Regions from separate parts of the Sus scrofa genome. Here region 2 is linked to region 1. Evidence: chromatin contacts called from public promoter capture Hi-C data. All regions are on one chromosome and are shown on one strand. Each heading gives the region's core, a stretch centred on a gene start, on an enhancer-like site or on the middle of the called end of the contact. The rest is flanking DNA. Distances are from core to core; before and after follow the strand shown.

Region 1 (3,573 bases), core at 367-2,866:
GGAGGTGTTTATTATACCCATTTTATAGATAAGGTACAAATAATAACAGGGCCAAGTTGCCCTAAGCCTTTGGGTTCGAAGCTTCACCACCTCCAGCTGTGCTAGGATCTGAGCCTGCAGGCTGCACTCTCACTCTCCCAGAGAGGAGCTCTGAATTTTCTCCTCCTTTCAGGGCATAGGCCCAAGAGGACACAGTGAGGAGGGAGGAAGTCCCCCTTTGCCTGGGACTCTTTCTACCTGTATACCCAACAGGAAGTGCCCCAGGCCTAAGCCTGTTATAGGCCTCTCCCTGGGCCCCAGGGAAAGAGTAGGGCCAGCCCAGGTTCATAAGCCTCTGGGCTGCTGCTGAGAGATTAGGACTAGAGTTCTCTGCAGTAAAACACTCACTGGATTGGGACCCTGGAAACTCTTCAATCCAGCCTTCTCATTTTGGAAAACAAGGCAACTGATGCCAGAGGGAAGTAATTTTTTATACTGTCAAATGGCAACTCAGCAGTAGCTGAACTACTTAGAATTCGAGACTCCTATTTCAGTGCTCCTCCGATAGGCCTGGTTGACTACATCTCTCAATGCGAACTCCTCCCTTCACCTCTTCTCCCTCTGCTCCACAGGAAGGTTCAAGCAGGACCTCTGGAGGGATGAAGCGGGAGCGGGAGCGGACTAGGGACCGGGGAGAGGGAGGCGTAAACTGGACAGGGCCCCTTAAGGGGGAGGGCCAACCCTTCGGGGCTCCGCCCCCCTGGGGCGGCGCAGGCGCAGGCGGGCTCCAGGAACTCCGGCAGGAGGGCGGGCGCTCCTGGCTCTCGGGCCGGCGCGCGGGGCCGCAGCACCTGCGGGGGCCGGCGCAGGGCGCTGCGCCCGGCGGGCGGACGTTGACGCCCAAAAGCTAGGGCTGGGGGCCGGGACCGGGACGTGGGAGCTGAGCGGGAGAGAACGCGGCCCCGCAGCCCCCTCCCCGGGGGACGGGGCGGAAGGAGGCGGGTGGGGGCCGTTGTAAGCGGGCGCGGAGGGCAGCACCATCTGGAGGGGCGGGACCGCGCGGCCTCTGGGGGGCAGGCGAGTGCGCTGGGCAGTGCCAGCGGGGGGTCCCAGGCGGGGCGCGCAGGAGGAGCGCGGCGGGCTTAGCCCGGCGCTGCCGGAGCAACAGCCGCAGCGGGTCGGGGTTCTTAGCTGGGGCCCGCAGCAGCTTCGCGGGCTGAAGCTCGGCGTGGAGGAGCAGGGGGGCGTGGGTCCGGTCGTGCAGGAGGAGGGCGGGGTGGGCCCGGGGGTGCAGGAGCGGGGCGGCCGGGGCCACGAGCCCAGCCTGGGGTGGTGTGGGGGCCGCCGGACGGCGCGGACTGGAGGAACCCTCCGCGGTGGACGGGCTCCGCGAGCTGGCCTGTGGTGCAGGAGGAGGGGCTGGGGCCCCGCAAGCAACACCAGGAGAAGGGGGGAGGCAGCCCCGCAGTGCAGGAGCGGGGGGAGGCCCGCACCGGGGTGCAGGAACGGGGGGAGGGGAGCCCACGCAGGCTGCTGCAGCAGCCCGAGCAGCTGTCCGAGTTCGGGGACCGCTCCTGGGAGCGCAGAGAGGAGCTTGAAAGTTCCGGAGAGCTGGGGGAGCAGAACTGGGAGAGCTGCGGGCATCTCAGACGGGAGGCAGTGGTCCTCGGAGCAGCCCCGGCACGACGCAGGAGACTGGAGGTGGTGGGGAGGGCCCGGCCAGTGGGGCCCCGGGGGCCTGAGGGAGAGGGACGCCTCGGGGTGCAGGAAGCAAATTGGCTGCCTGGGGTGCAGGAGGGGCAGGTGGTGCGGGCTGTCCAGGAAACATACTTGGACGGAAAGGGGTCTCAGGAGGGAGAAGAGCCCCCTGAGGGACACAGAATCCGGAGGCGCAGGAGGAGGAGAGGTGGTAACCCAGAGGCTGGCTGCTCAGCACCAGGGTCGGGCAGGGCCGAAGTGAGCGAAGAATGTAGGGGTTTGGGGAGTGGGCAGCAGAACCTCGGAGCTTTGGAAGCCACTGTCGGATAGCAGGCAGTGTCCTGCTGGGTCCTTTTCTGCCTCAGCCGGGTCATCATAGAAGCTGTGTCTGAAGAGAGCCAGTGGAAGGCAGCAGGTAAGGAAGCCCAGTTCTCTTCTCAGCTGGAATTATTGTGTTTGGAAGGAGGGGGCTGCAGTTATCTCAGGAGAACGTGGTCTCCAAACTGCCTTTTTTTATTTCTCGGTGTTTAAACCTGGCAAGGAAGGAAGCAGTGCAGTTTTCAACAGCAAGGCAGGACCCCTCCCCCCAGTACTGTATATGCCAACTGGAGTGATGGGACATTTCCTTAGAGTCTAGACTGGTGGCGAGACTGTCTGGGTGGCTGCCAGGCCTGGGCAGAGGAAGAGAGGAGTAGCCCCAGGCTGAGGCTGTAGAGGAGGTAGTCACCCCTTCACCAGTCTACCAGTGGAGGTAGGGGTGCCTCCATGCCATAGCTGGGGTGGTGCAATCAGCACAGGCTGCCTCAGGTCCTCAAAACACGTTCCAAAAAAGGGAAGGGGCAGCATTGCATTATGAGGACCTTATCTTGTAACCCTGTCGGCCACGTGAGCTGAGATATGAGTGTGGCAGCCAGTGACTTGGGCACGAGCCTGACCTGCTCCCGCCACACCTCTTGTCACATTTGATTAATACTGAGGGCCCAGAGCCAAGGATGAATAGTGGGCCAAAGGGCGAAGAGCTGCTGGTGGTGAGGACCACAACCTGAAAGTGTGGGAGAGGAAAGGGTATCTGCAGTGCTCAACTCTGGGCATCCTCTGTGGCTCAGACCCAGCCCACCCCCGTAGAGGTGGCCACATGGACAGCTGTGGCATTATGGGTTCCTTACCAGCCAGGGCCAGCTCCCAGCCCAGCTTAGAGGTGGGGCTTACAGGAGTGGGGGCTAAATTTGGCTTCCTCTTGACCCTCATGGCCTGGATGCCAAGCCTGTTCGCTCCTGCCCCATATGGGCTTGGTCGGCCACTTGTGGGCCTCATCTTCCTAGGGCTGTTCACCTCTTACCTGGCCCTGTCTGGGTTCTTGCTTCTCTAGCCCTGCGGGAGGAGTGGGTGCAGAGTTGCTCTCTGTCTCAGGGCCTTAGCTGAGACCCATCTCTCCCCCAGCCCAAGGAGTGGCTCTGAGTCAGATGGACCCAGACCCCTGTCCCAGCTGGACTGGGTGGAGCTGGTCCTTTTCTCTCGGGCCAGAGACAGTGGTGGTGGCATTCTAGGCAGGCAGCTGTGGCGACTCTGCTGGAGGAGCCGGTTAGCCTGCTTCCCATGCATACGCAAACTTGACCGACAGCTTCTTCCCACGCCTGCCTGTCATCCTGCCACGCCAAACACTCAGGCACCGGAAGTTCAGCTGCTGTGTCCACGGTGTCTGGCTCTTCTGGGATGGCCAGACTTGTTCTGGCACTTGGGCTTCAGTGGAGAGAATTGTTTTGAACACAGCACGCATCTTCACCCTATTTCAGGTTGGTTCTTGAATTTGTGGTAGATGAAGAGAAGGAGGACTTTGGCAGATCTGGATTTAGACCACTTAGTAGCTGTGTAACCTTCTAAGGCAGGGTAATGTCT
Region 2 (3,573 bases), core at 717-3,216, 38 kb after region 1:
GACCCCCGCCACTGCTGGGGCTTTCCCGACAAGATTGATGAGTGAGTACCAGCAGGGCTCCTCCTCAGGCACGCAGGCTCTCCAGGCCTCCAAGGTCCTTGTCCTAACTCTGGGCCAAGGGTCTCTCATCCAGCAGCTTTTCCTTGTAGGCAGAACTGGGGTTGGAGCTTCAAAGGGTGGGCCCACTCTTTCTTTTGGTGGAAAGGCCCCCTAGCACACTGGTCTTAGGAAAATGGACTAGGAAACAGGCTTCCAAGGTCCTTGTCCTAACTCTGGGCCAAGGGTCTCTCATCCAGCAGCTTTTCCTTGTAGGCAGAACTGGGGTTGGAGCTTCAAAGGATGGGCCCACTCTTTCTTTGGGTGGAAAGGCCCCCTAGCACACTGGTCTTAGGAAAATGGACTAGGAAACAGGCTTTGGAAGTAGTTAGGTAGGAAAGTTTCTCATGACTCCCAGCATTTAGGCAGCTTCCCTTTTCCGGCTGGTAGTACCAGAGTCCCAGAGCTGCTGGCTCAGGCCCAGGGGCACAAGGCCCAGAAAAAGCTCCCTGTGGGGAAACTTCAGAGGGGATTTAGGCAGCAGCTCTGCACCCTGCCTGTCTGCTCAGTCTGGACATGGGGTGGGGGGGTTCAGTCTCCTTTAAGTGAAAGGATGACATCTTTGGGGTATCTAGGGATAGCACACAGGAGAATTAGTCACTTCCTGGGTGTCCCGCCCCAGGGAGCCACCCAGAGCTCCTCCCTCAGGGCCTCCAAGCTTCTGCCAGCCCCACAGGGCTCTCGGCAGCAGCGTTTTCTCCTCTAACTTCTGACACACTTCTGCCCTGAGGGACTTGGTGCAGCAGGCCCTGCATCCCTGCCCCCGCACACCAGAGCACTAAGCCCTGGGAGGGTGCCCATGGCTGCCTCCTAAGAGCCAGGTGAGGGCAGCGAGCACAGACGCCCTTCCAGGAGGCCGGTGCCCTCTGCCCTCTCCTGGCGTGCGGTGGCCAGCCCAGCCCCATTCCTCCCAGCTTCAATCAGCCCCAGTGACTAAGTCCTATAGATCCTAACAGTCAGCACAAGGGTTGCAGGTGAATTGGGAGTGAGGCAGTGGCCCAGCCCCTACTCCCCTCCTGGCAGTGGGACAGAAGGATGCCTCCTACGATCCTGACTGGGGCAGTGTGGCCCAGATGCCACAGGCCTGGTGGGAGACAAGAGAGTGTGCCAGCAGGTGGTGGCTGCCAGGCGTGGGTTGGGGTGCCGTGGGAGTTGTAGAGGGCCAGCTCTGCCCTTGTAGGGTATTCTTGGAGCCCCTACAGTCCCAGGCTTTTCAACCTGCGATCAGTTCGTTCTTTCTCTGCCCCCTCTCCCTCCACATGGTACCCCTCCCAGTCACAGCTAGATCTACAGAAGGGAGCTCCTGGGAGGGGGAAGTCCTGTGCCGCAGAACCATGCTTGCAAAGGGCTTGGATGAAATGGTTCTGTCTTCTGCCTGACCCTACAGGAACAGGCCCAGCACCTTCTCCAGGGTGTCACTGCCAACACCACACTCTTCCCCACCTCTGACTCAGTTCTCTCCTCACAGACTCTATCTGGGAAACCCCATGGACCCTCCCGACCTGCTGAGCGTGGAACTAAGCGCCTCCAGACCCCCCCAGCACCTGGGCAGGGTGAAAAGTAAGGGTCTCCACACCCCTGGGTCCCCTAGTCCATCAGCTGCTAGGAAGGGGTGCTGTCTCCTCAGGCAACCCTGAGCCGACTGTTCCTGCTCTGGGACGGTTGGGTCGGGGCAGCAGGGGGACAGCTGTGTCCCTTGCTCAGGCTGGGGGTGGGGCGGACAAGGAGAGGCAGCTGTATCCGCCGAAGTGGGCACCCTGGGCACTCCTGCGCTGGCCTGCCCGCTCGGCTTCCCTCCTCCCTCCCCTCCCCGCCCTGCTCAGATCCTGGCTCTCCTCACTCCCCCTAATTCTGCTCGCCTCTCCTGAGCCAAAACCACCCCACGGGCTCCATCTTGGCCCAGAGCCTCATCCATCTCCCGGATCCCAGGCCTGTCGCTCCGGAACACAGTTTTCCCATCCTGCCGCCCCACTGCTTCCCATTGCTGCCGAGTTTGTACTGCACTCGCCCCTATTCACATCTCTCTCTCTCTCTCCCTCTCTCTCCACACTCTGCCCTCTCGTCTGGCTGTCTCCCTTCCCTTGTCCTGTCTCTCCTGCTCTCCCCCTCTACTCTCCGCATGGCCTTTCTTACAGGGGAGCCTCCACCTCGCCCTCCTCAGCCTGCCATCTTCACTCAGAGTAAGTGGGGCTGCTCTCGGTGCCTTGGCCCCCGTCCCGCCCCCTCTCACTTCTCATTCCTCTCCTCCTGGAAGGTACAGAGCCCTGGCCAGCCGGCTGGCTGGGAGGGGAAGCGGGTGTGTGCTGTGAGCTTTTGCTGCTGACCTGGCCCGGCATGCCTGCCTCTCCCCCCACCCCCAAACGTCTGGGCTTCTGGAACAAGTGTATGATCCTGGCGCCCACTTCGCCTCTGTCCACTGTTGCCTGGCCCTGCCTCACTTCCTGTGGGACCTGCAGAGGCTGTGTGGGCTCTCGTGCCAGTTGATCAGGAGCTCCGTCCTCTCTTAAGGATATAGCTCCCGTTGCTCTTGATGGTGGGAGACTGCCCACGGTCCCCTGCCTGCACTAACGGTGTGCCGTAATCGGGTAGGGATTACTAACTAGGGCTCAGGAGCAGGGGTGTTTGGGGTCTTGTGCTGACAGGGGGTGTCAGAGGCTGGCAGGTGTGCGGTGTTCCCTGCTCTAGCGGAGATGGAGGCAGGAGCTCACCAGACCCCCTAGAGGGCTGCCAGTATCCAGAGTAGGTTCTGCCCTCCTGTTTGAGAAGGGTCTGTGAGCATAGAGAACACTGGCAGCTGAGGGCTGACCTCCAGGGGAACTGGGAGTGGGGAGCTGGTGGGGGATACCTGGATGCCTTCCCCACACCCCACCTTTTCCTATCCCCCCACCTAACCCTGCCTCCCTGTTGGGGCCTCCCTTCCATCGCAGAACCAACCTACGACCCTGTGAGTGAAGACCAAGACCCCCTGTCAAGTGACTTGAAGAGGCTGAGCCTGCGGAAGCCAGGGCTGCCCCGTGGGCTGTGGCTAGCGAAGCCCTCAGCCCGGGTGCCGGGTACCAAGGCAGGCCGTGGCAGCGGTGAGATCACGCTCATTGACTTCAGCGAGGAGCCTGTAGCCCCGGCCCCTCGCCCCTGTGCACCCTCACTGGCGCAGCTGGCCATGGACGCCTGTTCCTTGCTGGATAAGACCCCGCCGCAGAGCCCCACGCGGGCACTGCCCCGGCCCCTGCATCCCACGCCTGTGGTGGACTGGGATGCACGCCCGCTGCCCCCACCTCCCGCCTATGATGACGTGGCCCAAGATGAGGATGACTTTGAGGTCTGCTCCATCAACAGCACCCTGGTGGGTGCAGAGGTCTCTGCTGGGTCCAGCCAGGGTGAGACCAATTATGCCTTCGTGCCTGAGCCGGCACAGCTCCTCCCTCCCCTGGAGGACAATCTGTTCCTCCCACCCCAGGGTGGGGGCAAGCCACCCAA

The links. Promoter capture Hi-C pulls out the DNA fragments that hold promoters and counts their contacts.
Region 2: a contact with region 1 is called in a promoter capture Hi-C map of skeletal muscle, with 4 times the contacts expected there. The contact joins the enhancer-like site here to the promoter of TNK2 in region 1. A contact is called at or near these places in 2 of 5 promoter capture datasets (liver and skeletal muscle), 20 of 47 Hi-C or Micro-C datasets (alveolar macrophages, blood, brain and 11 more) and 2 of 2 datasets of contacts at active chromatin or transcription factors (alveolar macrophages and skeletal muscle).

What each region holds. Positions count from the first base shown.
Region 1 is chr13:134,080,650-134,084,222 of Sscrofa11.1, forward strand. TNK2 (activated CDC42 kinase 1) reads left to right here and starts at 1,617. Exons shown (of 13, transcript XM_021070192.1): 1 at 1,617-2,092. It also overlaps the pseudogene LOC106505774.
Region 2 is chr13:134,118,180-134,121,752 of Sscrofa11.1, forward strand. TNK2 (activated CDC42 kinase 1) reads left to right here. Exons shown (of 13, transcript XM_021070192.1): 10 at 1-41; 11 at 1,565-1,656; 12 at 3,024-3,573. Among named protein-coding and RNA genes, the nearest start is that of TNK2, 38 kb to the left of the region's middle. Within about 2 kb of position 1,967, at least 23 of the 83 cell types and tissues checked have an H3K27ac peak or open chromatin away from gene starts, as enhancers often do. A contact at or near this core is called in omental adipose tissue, retroperitoneal adipose tissue and skeletal muscle, where this site is marked.